Regions from separate parts of the Zea mays genome. Here regions 1 and 3 are each linked to region 2. Evidence: chromatin contacts called from public Hi-C data. All regions are on one chromosome and are shown on one strand. Each heading gives the region's core, a stretch centred on a gene start, on an enhancer-like site or on the middle of the called end of the contact. The rest is flanking DNA. Distances are from core to core; before and after follow the strand shown.

Region 1 (4,317 bases), core at 26-2,525, 200 kb after region 2:
ACGGCAGCTTGAACTTGTTCCAAAGCCTCCTGTCCCTGACCACCATGACAGCGTGCCTCCTGGTGAGCACGAAGAACTGGGAGCCGACGCGGAAGCTCTCGTAGGGCACCTCCGGGAGCATGGCGTCGTCGCCGCGCGCGTAGTAGCGGTCGTGCAGAGTGGGCTCGGCGTCGAGGATCTCGATGAAGCTGCGGTGGCGGCCGCGCGGGCCGGCAGTGTCAGCGGTGAGCGTGCGGTAGAGGGCCGGGAAGGGCCGCAGCGGGACGCAGGACTGGGAGAGCATCGCGAAGAAGTGGTTGGCCGGGTCGTCGAGCAGCGCGGTGGCGAGGAGGCGGCGCGCGGCGGAGATGAGCGTGGCGGAGGCGCGCTGGGTGGCCTTCCCCCGGATTACGCGGCCGCGGAAGGAGGGCGTGGGCGGGAGGGCGAACGCCGCAGCCGGGTCGGCGTGGACGTAGACGTTGAGGAGGCCGTGGTGGCCCGCGAAGAACCTCTCCCAGAGCGGGGCGAAGACGAGGTCGGAGTTGGTGAGGAAGAGAAAGGCCACCTTCTGCTTCCTCTGTCGGCGGTGGGCAGCGCCGAAGAAACGCGAGGGGGAGGCGGGGCCAGCGCCGGCCTTGGAGGAGGGCGCGGCGGAGAGGAGCACGGCGCGGCGGAACAGCGCGAGGTCCTCCGTCTCGTCGGCGTCCGGGATGGCCGGGAGCGCGCGGGGCGGGATGAGGCGCGGCGCGACGAGGAAGACGGCCGGGACGGACAGCACCAGCAGCAGCAGCAGCGACAGCACGTAGGGCGGCGCCATCTCCCCTGCTGCTCCTCAGCCTTGCGACTGCGATCCTGTGGCCGGACCAGAAGGGAGAACGGGATACGAAACCCCCGCGGGGCGCGGCTCGGATCAGGAGCGGTCGGCTCCCTCTCCCTACGACGAGCGGGCCGGATCTCGCCGCCGCAAGAGCGCGCGAATTCGGGAAACCCGCGAACCAGGACAGGGTCAGGAAACGGTAAGGGGGTAAAGCAGGCAGGCGCAGCAACGGGAACCGGCGGAGGGAAACGGGGAATGTCGATTGGCGACGACGTGCGGCAGCGGATCCGAGGAGGGTGCAGAGCCCAATCGCGCGGCGGGGCTCTGGGGCGAGGGCGGCGGGGGGAGGAGTGGAGACGAGGCAGAGAAGGGGTGACCGGGTGAGGTGGGGAAAGTGGAAGGGGGACGAGGGAGTGATGAACGATGGCGCTCGCTGCCTTTTATCCGGACACAAGGGGTACCGTAAATATAATATCCGTAAATATAATATCCGTGCAATCAATCATCTTAATTAAATGATTTGATGTATCCCAATTCCCATTAAAATCCAATAATAATTAATAGCTTATTGGTTCGGATTAAAGTTAGGTGTTTAAAACGGTACAACTCTAATTTATAGAAACAAAAATACTATAAAAATAGTAGAAACGGGTAGGGATTAAAGTCAAATAAACAGGATGCTTTTGAAGTACTTGTGTTTGATAAGGCACATAATCATATTTGATGGTATTAATTATTGTTATATTTGATGGTATTAATTATTGTTATGGCATACAATGATATTTAATGTGGTGTTATTGATTGAATTGGGCCAGGTGTTACTAGCAGTGATGTGTCACTGATAGAGATGGCAACGGGTATAAACCCGCTGGGTTTTGCCGTCCCAAACCTGTACCCGTGAAAAATATCCATGCCCATTAAAAACCCGTACCCATGACGGGTTTGAGATTTTGCCCAAACCCGTACCCATCGGGTTAGCGGGTACCCATGAGTTACCCGTGGGTTTCATCTCCAATATACTTGTTCTTCTCATAATCAATAAGTATCGTAATGATTAATGAGATCATGATCCAAAATCTATGTAATGAACAACGAGTTCATGATTTGGTATAAAAATTATTAGTAGAGAGAATGAAATACAAATAATAAGTTGTATAATTAAGTGACCTTGCACTAAGTTATCCATCCACCACATATATAACGCTAGTAAAAACTATAATAGCAAGCAAGCAACACTCTCATCGACTACTGATACATTCATCAATTAATAAAAATTATGAAGTAAATAAGGAATAACAAGTTTGTTGGTCATTTATAAAATAAAATGACAATATGCACTAGGTTTGGTCGGGTTTAAAAAACCCACGGGTTCACGGGTTTGGGTACTATAGGAACAAACCCGTACCCATAAACCCGCCGGGTATAGATTTATGCCCATTAACAAACCCATGGGTATGAAAATTGACCCAAACCCGTACCCTAATGGGGTAAAAACCCATCGGGTTTCGGGTTTTGGGTACCCATTGCCATCTCTAGTCACTGACAAGAGAACCTAATAAGCCAGTCTAGAGGGTAAATAAATTTAACATCAAATTAAATATACGATCTATATACCAGATATTAATATTAAATTAATAAAAATAAATATTATAATTTACTTTATGCAAAAGGTTGAAAAAGGTACGAGTTGAAAAAAAACTCGACTCTCTTTCTTTATAGCTCACTCGATCGTTCGTCCTCCTTCATTTAATGGAGTGGTACTATATAAAAGTGTCACACTGCATATGGCTTCGTATCGTGTTGAGTTTGAATGATTTTTTATATCATATCTATAGTATAACACCCTCAATTTAGGGGTATAAAATTTCTTCTCTAAATGCGTACCAAATTCAAGTGTTATCATTGTCTTTCTCTCTAGTCACCCCTCTCTCTTCCTTTTTAATAGAATTGGGTTACTTAAGTGAGGGATTAGTTAATTACTTTGTCAAAACTATATGAGTCATGAATTGTTGCATCATGCTGAGCCTAGAATATTCTTTGAATTGATGCACATGTTTGAGTGGGTTTGAATTTGAAACTTGGTTTGAATTTGATTTGAAAACCCTAGAGAAAATAAAAAGAAAAGCATTAAGAAAATCCCTGAAAAAAGAAAAACTCATTTCAGCCCAAGCCGGCCCAACTCGGCCTAGCCAGGACGCCAGCGCGCTTCTTCGTCGCTTGACAGGTGGACCCCACCTGCCAGCGACCGCCTGCGTCCGCACACGCGCGCTCTCTCTCCCTCTCTCCCTTCCCGCTGCCCGATGCGACCGACCTGTCGGCGCCAACCCACCCGCGCTCGTGGCCGCTCTCGCTCGCTGCTTGGTGGGACATTCCTGTCAGCGCTGACCGCCCGTTCGCCCGCTCACCCTCGCTGGTCTACGGACCCCACCTGTCAGCCACTCCCCTCTTCCCTAATCTCCTACCCGCACTCTTCGTCGTGGACGCGCCCACGACCGCGCGTTTTCTGGCCATGACCCTCACGCCCGAGCCCTTTTCTGCAGCCCACGCCCACGCACTCACTCCCCTCGCCCAGTTGCGCTCTCACCTGAACTCCCTCGCTCTCTCTCTCGCTCTGTGCACGCGCCCGTGGAACTCCGTCGAAGGTTCGCCGTCGTTTCGTGGCCGTCGTTGAGCGTTTGTCGCGTCCGTTGCCTCGGCCAGCAACGCGGGACACCTTCCGGTTTGCCCTAAGTCTCTCTGTTTTGCCCGGTCCGTGCTCACCAGCGTTCTCCCCGTGCAGTCAAAGCCCGCCGCCGTCGACCCAAGGCAACCCTGCGTCCCCGCCGTTGCTCAGGTGCTCCAGAGTTTCCTCTCGAGGTGAGCAATCCCCCTGCCCCTATTTCCCCGTTCGTTGCTTTGTTCTTTGCGCGATTGCACGCTGGAGAAAGCTCACGCCGCCATTGGGCCACTCCGCCGCGTTCTGCATCCTCGGGTGCCTCCGCATCGGCGTTGTACCCACGATTGAGTCCGCCGTGTTGCCCTAAGTGCGCCTGAGCCCTTCCCCAGTCCCCTAGACCTTCATCATGACCGTGCTCTCGTCTCCGGCGAGACCTCGCCGTGGAGACAAGCGGCGCCGCCGCGATTAGGACCGGCCACCCTGACCGCGCTTGTCGTTGGATCCCAGACGTCCATTCGAGATCTGGCGGTCTGAGTTTAATTAGAACCGATCTAACCTCAGCCATCCGTTTCAGATCTGACCGCTCAGAGCTCCCCCTCACCTGCGCCCCTGGCGCTGGGCCCGGTCTGTCAGCCCTACCTCAGGTCGCTGACGCCCCTGCCCGGCCCGTCAGCGCTCGCCGTGTATCACTCTGGTGTTACTGTTACTAAAACTTGAGCATAACATCATGAGCATTGTCATATCATGTGTTTGTTACACCTAGAATGCATTCACTAGGTAAAATCTCAAATAAGTTGTGATGTTATGAGTTGAAGTGTGGTTAACCCTAGGGTAGGGTAATAAACCCTAGGTTAGGGTTTAGGGA
Region 2 (4,075 bases), core at 1,223-3,722:
TCCGGCTCAAGTTTTCTCCATTCATATGGCTTAGCCGCAGTATCAAGGGCCCATACATCTGCCAGGGGCCGTTTTCCTGAAATATTGATGCAGTCTTACTATCAACATCAGTTAGCTGGAACTAACTTTATGTAGCTATAACCTAGATGTGACAGACGCATGAACAATTTCCTACCATCATTGCCACCAATTGTCAATAAGAATCGCTGCCCAACCAAGGCCATCACATGTCCATACCGTGGACCAGGACCAGGACCTTGAACCACCACTCTGTGAACAAGAAATAGTATCTTTAGCAGATAGTTAACTAACAGTCCAAATTTAAACCAAAGTAGAATAGCAACCACCTATGCCATCGCGGTCGTTGTTGTGTAAGATCCAGAACATGAAGGTCCTCAGCAGATAAGCCGGCAGGGCCAATTCCACCCTAAAAGAGAACAAAATATGAAGGGATAGATGACAGTCACTACAGCATCAGCACTCATCTAATAAGAAAATTGACACACCTAAGCTAGGTACCTGAATGACCACCATGGTACCAACAGCAGTGGCTACATGTGCAGCTCTTGGTGAAGGAGGTTCACCAAGTGGAGTAAGCCTGGCAACATTAACATTGTGATCAAATTGAACTAATAAGTGGTAGATGATAATATGATATGCAGAAATGGGCATAGGATTCAACAAATTTGGATAAGAAAACGACAAAACATAGTATCTAAGTACCACATTGCACAGAATACAGAAAATTTCTGAAACACTGTACCTGGTCCACTTATTTGATAACACATCATAACAATGGACATCTGCGGTGGCACCAGCAAGGCCTGTGACATCCATACAGAAAACAAGGTTATGGTAATATTTTGTCAACTTTTGCATATAAATGAGATATAAATATATAATTCCATTTCAACACTGGCTAAGGTCCTGCACCATTTCCAATATTGTTGTGAGTGATTTGTATAGTAGTTTGTACAATAAAAGATGTGGCCCTCTAATGTTATGCCTCAGAGAACTTGGAAGATACCTGACTTCAGTTCAGGTTTAGCTTTTGAAGCAGTACAGTTCAATCTAGTTAGTAACTGCTTCAGGCTTACTATACAAAAAAATAATAATAATAATAATATCGGCCAGCGAGGGAAAGACCGCCCTCCCGGTATTATATTAAGAAGAGACCTAAACATGGTCCCGGCCGAGAAAATTACCAAACCCTGGCCCCCCATCACTAGCGGGCCGTCCGGCCACTCTGCAACGGCCCAGCCGGAGGGTGGCGAGCAGGACGTAACCCGAGAGCGGGCGGGGCACAACGAGGGGATTTTTTTAACCAAGCCAGAAAGTCACCACGTTCGGGATCGAAACCGGGACCTGGAGGTGCTACGCTAGAGGCCCTTTCGCAAGCTTGCTATACAGTGTTCGATGAATCTCCATAATGTCTGACCATAGCAAAAATTCCATAGTAGCATTCCAATATATGGGGACACTGAATTGAATAATTCTATTACCACACAATCATAATGCTAAAGCAAATGGATGGCAGCAAAAATAGGTGTAAAAGAGAACCATAATGTCCTAATTATTCTCAATACAAGAATGTCCCACAGCTGTAATAAAATTTCTACTTTGATAAGTAACTGCGATTAAAAAGTAATAGAGTACTATTTGTTCATTAACTAAGCTTGGCAACTCAAACCATATAAAAGCACCATACTTGTTCCCCAAGTAACAGCATGCACACATGGAATTACCAAACCGCATAGTACCTTGACATCTCAGTAATAATCACCGTTCAAATCAGACAGCAGTTCAAATTCCCAGCTAGTTATTTGTTTTTATCCTAATCCTAACTATCAGTGCAAGCACGTCCAACAGCCACTACACTGAACTGTAAATTGGAGTGACTGAAACCCTAAAGCCACAAATCCGCTCTAGCATACCCACTAAAGCATTCTATCACAAAACATGATTTTCCCCAGCTCCTACTCCAAAGCGATATTAACAAGCAAACCTGTCGCATATCTCTCAAGAAACTACAATAATCATGGAGTAAGCTGAGGTTGAAGGGGGCGTACGGATCCCGGCGCTCCCAGCCGGCGAGGGCGGCGTGGCAGAGTTGCCCTCGAGCGCGGTGGCACCACCAAAGAGTATCAGGCGCGGGCCCACGTACCCCGGCGAGCCCTCCTCCCCGACTGCCGGCACTGCCGTTAGCGTGTGCCCGCACCGGCATCCCGGCCCGTCCTCCTTCTTGTCCATCGCGGCGTCCACCACCGTGTACCCCGGCGCCGGCCTGGGCCCCGCCACCAGCCCCGGGGACGCGGCCGCGGCCGTGGGCGTCCCGGGCGCGGGCGCGGACGTGGACGGGGACGCGGACGCGGACGCGGACGCCGTGGGGGTCTCGCTCCCGGACCCCGACCCGCCGCCGCGAGCGTCGGAGTCGGAGTCGGACTCTGTCGCCATGCGGGAGTCCACGTCCATCGCCGCCCTGCAAGCTTCGCCTCCTGCTGCCCCTAGGGTTTCGCGAGCTGAGCACAAGGATCCCCCCACGCGCGCGCACGAGCTCAGCCTCGGGTAACCGCCGCCCTAGGAGACGGTCGAGCTTGCGGCGGCCGGCGCGGCCGCCATCACCCGTAGATAAGCCCTAGGCTTGTCCACTCGCCGCCGGCGGCGAGGCGTGGTGGTGGCGCTCCGCGACGAGCAAGTCTCGGGTCGGGTCGAGGCGATGGGATCGCGAGCGGGCGGGGGTGGTAAGCGGAGAAGCCCCTGGGAGATTTGGGAATTGGCGGGGCAAGTGGTGGTGAGGAACTGAGGATGGGGGCGTGGGGGAGGCTAGAAGTGGGAGTGGGAAATGCGGGGGAGATCGGGGACTCCAGCGGAAAAGAGGAGTGAAGAAGAGCCGGCGGAGACGACGGAGGACGGACAGGGAAAGGGCGCCGTGTCGTGGACTCGTGGTGTCTATAGCGTCAAGAATTTTCATAAGATCTTTTTTTTTTGTGTGTGCTGGCCTGGCACTCGCGTTTTCACCCTTAGATTTTGTCGTATTTTATCAAGAGGTGTCATTTTATTTTAAGGAGTGACTTTTTTAACTCAAACATAATCTCGGCTATGAAATTCTTACGGAATGATTTGGTCACAAGGAGACGACGGGATAATTGGAGATGATTGAGTGGGAAATAAACTAATTTCTCCTTCAATCCTCTTCAATCCTCGTGATCATTGGTCACCAAATGAGCCCGTAAGAATGCTTATGAGAGGATTATATCGTGTTTGGTTGAGGAATGAGATAATTCATAATCTTCTCACTCCTCAGTTTCTTGTTTGGTTTGTGAAATAAGATGAGTTGATCTATCACCATTTTATTTCTCATAGACTAATAATTAGTAATAATATGATGAATGAGTTCATTCCACCAAATATATACAATAAACTCATGATGCACTACCTCATCTAGAATAGATTGATGCTTCAAACCAAACAATCTCTTAATGTACCGAAGCTCTTCTATTGAGCATTTGTTTGTTACATGCTCAAGCATTCATAATCAACTGAATGGTAATGTCCAAACCTATCAAAGATGTCACACTCGGATTTCATGACAAATTCATATGCATCTCATATATGTGTTAGGATTAATTTTACACACATGTGTGACTCAGCGTATAAAACCAATGTCACAAAGTTTATTATACAAATAAGTTGTCTTTCCAAAAATAACAAAATAGAAAAATCTAAAAAACGATGATCCCGATAACAAGACACAGGCAGATTAACCGTAGCGACGACATCCTAAAACTCTTTAAATTCTTCGTAGTAATATTCATCTTGTTATCCTCGTTTTGAGCAACAATAAGAATGGATACACTTATAGTTGGTACTCAACAAGTGTATAGAAAAAGTGTAGTGTAAGACTTATCAAGGATAAGGCTGGAGATGTAGCATTCCGCATTTTAAATTTTATTAGCAATTTTTAAGTATAAGTTTATAACTTCTCAATTAAATAAAGAGATCATAAATTAAATACCAAAAATAAACCACCTACAACTCCATTTAATTTAGTTCCATATATTAATCATGTGAGGAT
Region 3 (4,266 bases), core at 1,179-3,678, 170 kb after region 2:
TTTTAATATATAAATAAGTGCTAGAACTTGTAAAATTCATAGAAATTTCATATTTAGTCCAAATTAATCCATATCAATTTCTAAATTTTTGTAATATTATTGTCTATCATTTAGTGTCTCTGTTTCGGTATGAAAACAGTTAGAAAATTAATTTCTCATTTAATCCTATTTCAAGCACATTAAACCTTAGGAAATTCATATCTTAAAATCTATAATACCAAAAATTATGATTTCTGTTCCTATGATTTTATTTTACTGTGTAGATTTTTATTGTGTATTTTATTCACATGTTTGGTGCAATGTTAATTTTTGCTATACTATGTATGTATTGTGTTGATGCGAGTAGACGAGCAAGCCACTGTGGATTCTGAGGTTCAACAAGTAGAAGTAGCTGAGCAGGAGCTCATTGAAGGCAAGTTGTGCCCTTGATCACTTCTTTTTACCCAGCCATGTTCTGATTAATCATAATGATCTGCATAGGTTAATTTTGATGGGACCCAATAGGTTACCCTAGTTTGTCTATCTTTATACCTTGTTTACCACTGAACTTTTTGGGTAGTACTTGCTAGTGCTTTATGTGGTTTTGGGTATGAAGATACATTGTTCACGATTATACTTTTATTATCTGTTTATTATCACTGTTCATGATAAGATCATTATGTTAATTGGAATATGGAGCGACCACCCGGGAAAACAGTGCTACCACAAGGGTTTATGGACGCCCTTGGCTGATTAATTAGGAAAGCTAGTGGAGGACTACCTTACCCGAAAGGGGCAAGGGCAGTAAGGGAGTGGTCAGTGTAGGGAGGTCCTTGGTTGATTTCGCTGCGATGGCGGTCAGGCAAGAACCCTGCATTGGAGCTTCCTATAAACTGTAGCGGGTTTTCTGAAGCTAGTGGAACTTTGTAAAGGCCTCGTAGTGTTACCCTGCCTCGCCTCCTCGGTAGAGGTGTATGGGAAGTCGCGATCCCTTGGCAGATGGGTAACATGACTTGTGGGTAAAGATGCGCAACCTCTGCACAGTGTAAAACTGGTATACTAGCCGTGCTCACGGTCATGAGCAGCTCGGACCCTCACATGATTAATTTATGGAACTAAATTCAATTTGTCATATGCATTGCATCGCAGGTGATGTTATTACTTTTCTTAATTGGGTTGGTATTTACTTATACTTAGTAATTGCTAATAAAATTTTCACCAACTTTAAAAGCAATGCTCAGCTCTAACCATCCTCTTTGGTAAGCCTTACACTTCACGTGAGCTCCCACCTTTGGCGAGTTCATGCACATTATTCCCCACAACTTGTTGAGCGATGAACGTATGTGAGCTCTCTCTTGCTGTCTCACACCCCCCCACACAGGTCAAGAACAGGTACCGCAGGATGAGGCGCATGGAGGATGCTGTGGCGAGTTCGGAGAGGTCTAGGCCGTCGTCTCCCAGTCAACTTTGGGTTGATGGACCGTTGTCTCCTTATAATGTAATTATTTATTTTGTATAGAATTCCTGTTAAGTAGTAAAAATGTGACATTCGATCCTGTTCCATGATTCATCATATGTGTGAGACTTGGTCCCAGCACACCTGGTGATTATGTTCGCGCCCGGGTCTTGGTGCCCCGAAACCCGGGTGTGACAGAAGTGGTATCAGAGCAATGTTGACTATAGGACGAAACCTAGATAGAAATGGACATAACCATTACCTACTTACCTTACTCTGATTCTTTCTATACTTTTCTCGATTCTGTCTTACCTTTCACTACACGACGGTTGATCTTTAGTGACCCTTATTAGGTACCAACTATTGGTTGCTAAAGGTTATGGACCGACGGTCAGTCGCTAAATCCTTTTGTAGCAACGGTCGATTGGTCGCTAAAAGTCTAGAAATATAACAACTTATGGTTGGTCGCTATAGATGTCGTCGGGGACTAGCGGTGGGTCGCTATAGAGCAAGGATCACTATCAAATCTTATAGCCTGAACATACCTGTAGATGTTAGTGACTAAAAATTAATTAAAACAAGTAAACATGATTTTTAGCGACCATGATTGATTCTTTTAAGTGTTTGTTATGTATTTGCATTTGGAATAATTCTTTTATTGCGCATGATTGATTTTTGGTTATTGAATAACATTTCTTCTTAAATGAAAATCCTAGTAAATAAAAAAAATATAATAAGTATTAGCCCAAAAATTAATATTTTATTTATAAATAATTTTTGTTTAATTACTATGAATTGTAGGGTTATTTAAAAATGTATTTCAAATTTAGAAAAAGAAATAAAAAAAGAAAAAAAACAAAACCTAAATCAATCCAGGATGAGATTTAAGTTCAACCTCTAAACAATGGAACGTCACGATGCGCAAACAACTGACAAAAACACTACAGTCTGTGAAACAGTGGAACCCTGAATCAATCCAGCCCAATTCGGCCTGCACGGCCCGCCTCAAACTGAGCCGACACTCCTCATCTTCCTCGGTTCGGCACTTCGGCTCGTCCTCCTCGCGGCGAAACCCTAGCCCGCCGCCATGGACGATCCCTCCTCCGCCTCCAACAAGCACAAGCACAAGCGGGGGCGCAAGCCCAAGGCATCGCCGCCCTCCCCCGACCACTCCTCCCCCTCTCCCTCGGTCGCCCCCGCTCCGGCTGGGCGCCGTGGCCGCAAGCCGCGACGTCATGAGGCCCTCGCCGACGTGGACGCCACGCGTCCTCCATCTCCACCCCGCCGCGGGGAGCCGAAGCCGGTGGCAAACGGAGGCGATGTGGTGGCAGTGGCAGAGTCAGGCCCCGCGAGCTGGGATGAGGTGGTGAGGGTAGTGCCATGCATGGACGCTGTGGTCAAGGTGTTCTGCGTGCACACGGAGCCCAACATCTCGCTACCGTGGCAGCGGAAGCGGCAGTACTGCTCCAGCAGCAGCGGATTTATCATCAGCGGCCACCATGTCCTCACCAATGCTCACTCCGTGGAGTACCTTGCCACCGTCCTGGCCATCGGCACAGAGTGCGACATTGGTGCGACCGCTCTCCCCATCCCTGCCACTGTCTCCATTGTTTATTTCTTACTCTTAGTTTTTTTTCTTCTTATTGTGATGTTGGGTTTGTCCATTGTAGTCGTGAAAATCGGATGCATAGTAATTTCTTTATTGTTTTCTTAGAGAAATACACCAAGATCATTTTTTATGGTATCTATGAAACTTCTGAGGCTATAGCATCATTTGAGTTATGGCATGGTACTTATCATACAGTTGATTTTTCATGTTGCTTATGCAATCTAATTTGATATTATTCGTTTGTTGTATCTGTCTCAACGCTCTTAACTGTCAATGATGATGAATTCTGGGAAGGAGTTTCACCTATTGAGTTTGGAACATTACCAGTCCTTCAGGATGCAGTTACTGTTGTTGGCTATCCAATTGGAGGAGATACCATATCCGTGACAAGTGGAGTGGTCTCTAGGATAGAAATGCTTTTATATGTTCATGGTTCTATAGAACTTCTAGGATTGCAGGTACATTTTTTTCTGAAATTATGATAACTTCAAATAAATCTTTTTATAAAGATAGATGTTGCAAGTGAAGTAAATATTTTGAGAAATCATGACTTATCGGCTCACCGACGTGTCTAATACCTTGTCTTGTTAATAGATAGATGCAGCTATTAATTCAGGAAATTCAGGTGGCCCAGCTTTTAATGATAGGGGAAAATGTGTCGGTATAGCTTTTCAGTCTCTTAAACATGAAGATGCGGAGAACATAGGTTATGTGATACCGACTCCAGTTATTACACATTTCATTGAGGACTACAAAAATCTAGAGAATACACAGGTAATATGCTCTTTTCTGTAATTACTGGGAGTAATTGTTGGTTTTATTAGCATGATCATGCATTTGGGTCCACAGTCTACAACTGTTACAAAAATAATGGACAGATGATATTGACATTTTAGTCTGTAGTTGTACCAGTCTATGGATCTGTTCTTCCAACATTACATGGTTTATCACATGATGATTGTTTTCTCTTCTAAACTATGCCTAATATTTATATACAATATTAAAGAGCCAAAAGATCTTAACCATTTTTTTGGGTATGGTCCTCCCAAAACAGTCTCTATTCGTTTATCTATAGCCCTCTGCCCTCCTCTTTTATATGACACTTACATGACTTCTTGACTAGATAGCTAGGAATCCTAATCCTAATAGAATCCTCTCTTGAGTAACCTGGAATCCTAACCCAAATAGAAAAATATAATAGTATAAATCTTTATCTTATCTC

The links. A called contact is a pair of places that touch in the nucleus more often than the background predicts.
Region 1: a contact with region 2 is called in a Hi-C map of leaf, with 4 times the contacts expected there. The contact joins the promoter of LOC103650268 here to the promoter of LOC103650267 in region 2. A contact is called at or near these places in 2 of 25 Hi-C or Micro-C datasets (both in leaf).
Region 3: a Hi-C map of leaf shows a contact between it and region 2, with 4 times the contacts expected there. The contact joins the promoter of LOC100277210 here to the promoter of LOC103650267 in region 2. A contact is called at or near these places in 2 of 25 Hi-C or Micro-C datasets (ear and leaf).

Annotation. Positions count from the first base shown.
Region 1 is chr3:112,320,495-112,324,811 of Zm-B73-REFERENCE-NAM-5.0, reverse strand. It overlaps LOC103650268 (Core-2/I-branching beta-16-N-acetylglucosaminyltransferase family protein), which reads right to left and starts at 1,275. Exons shown (of 2, transcript XM_008675877.4): 1 at 1-1,275. The coding sequence starts at 796.
Region 2 is chr3:112,525,329-112,529,403 of Zm-B73-REFERENCE-NAM-5.0, reverse strand. It overlaps LOC103650267 (serine/threonine-protein phosphatase BSL2 homolog), which reads right to left and starts at 2,472. Exons shown (of 21, transcript XM_008675876.4): 1 at 2,070-2,472; 2 at 764-824; 3 at 520-598; 4 at 348-427; 5 at 176-270; 6 at 1-76. The coding sequence starts at 2,472.
Region 3 is chr3:112,356,645-112,360,910 of Zm-B73-REFERENCE-NAM-5.0, reverse strand. It overlaps LOC100277210, which reads left to right and starts at 2,428. Exons shown (of 4, transcript NM_001150845.2): 1 at 2,428-3,006; 2 at 3,339-3,502; 3 at 3,639-3,818. The coding sequence starts at 2,523.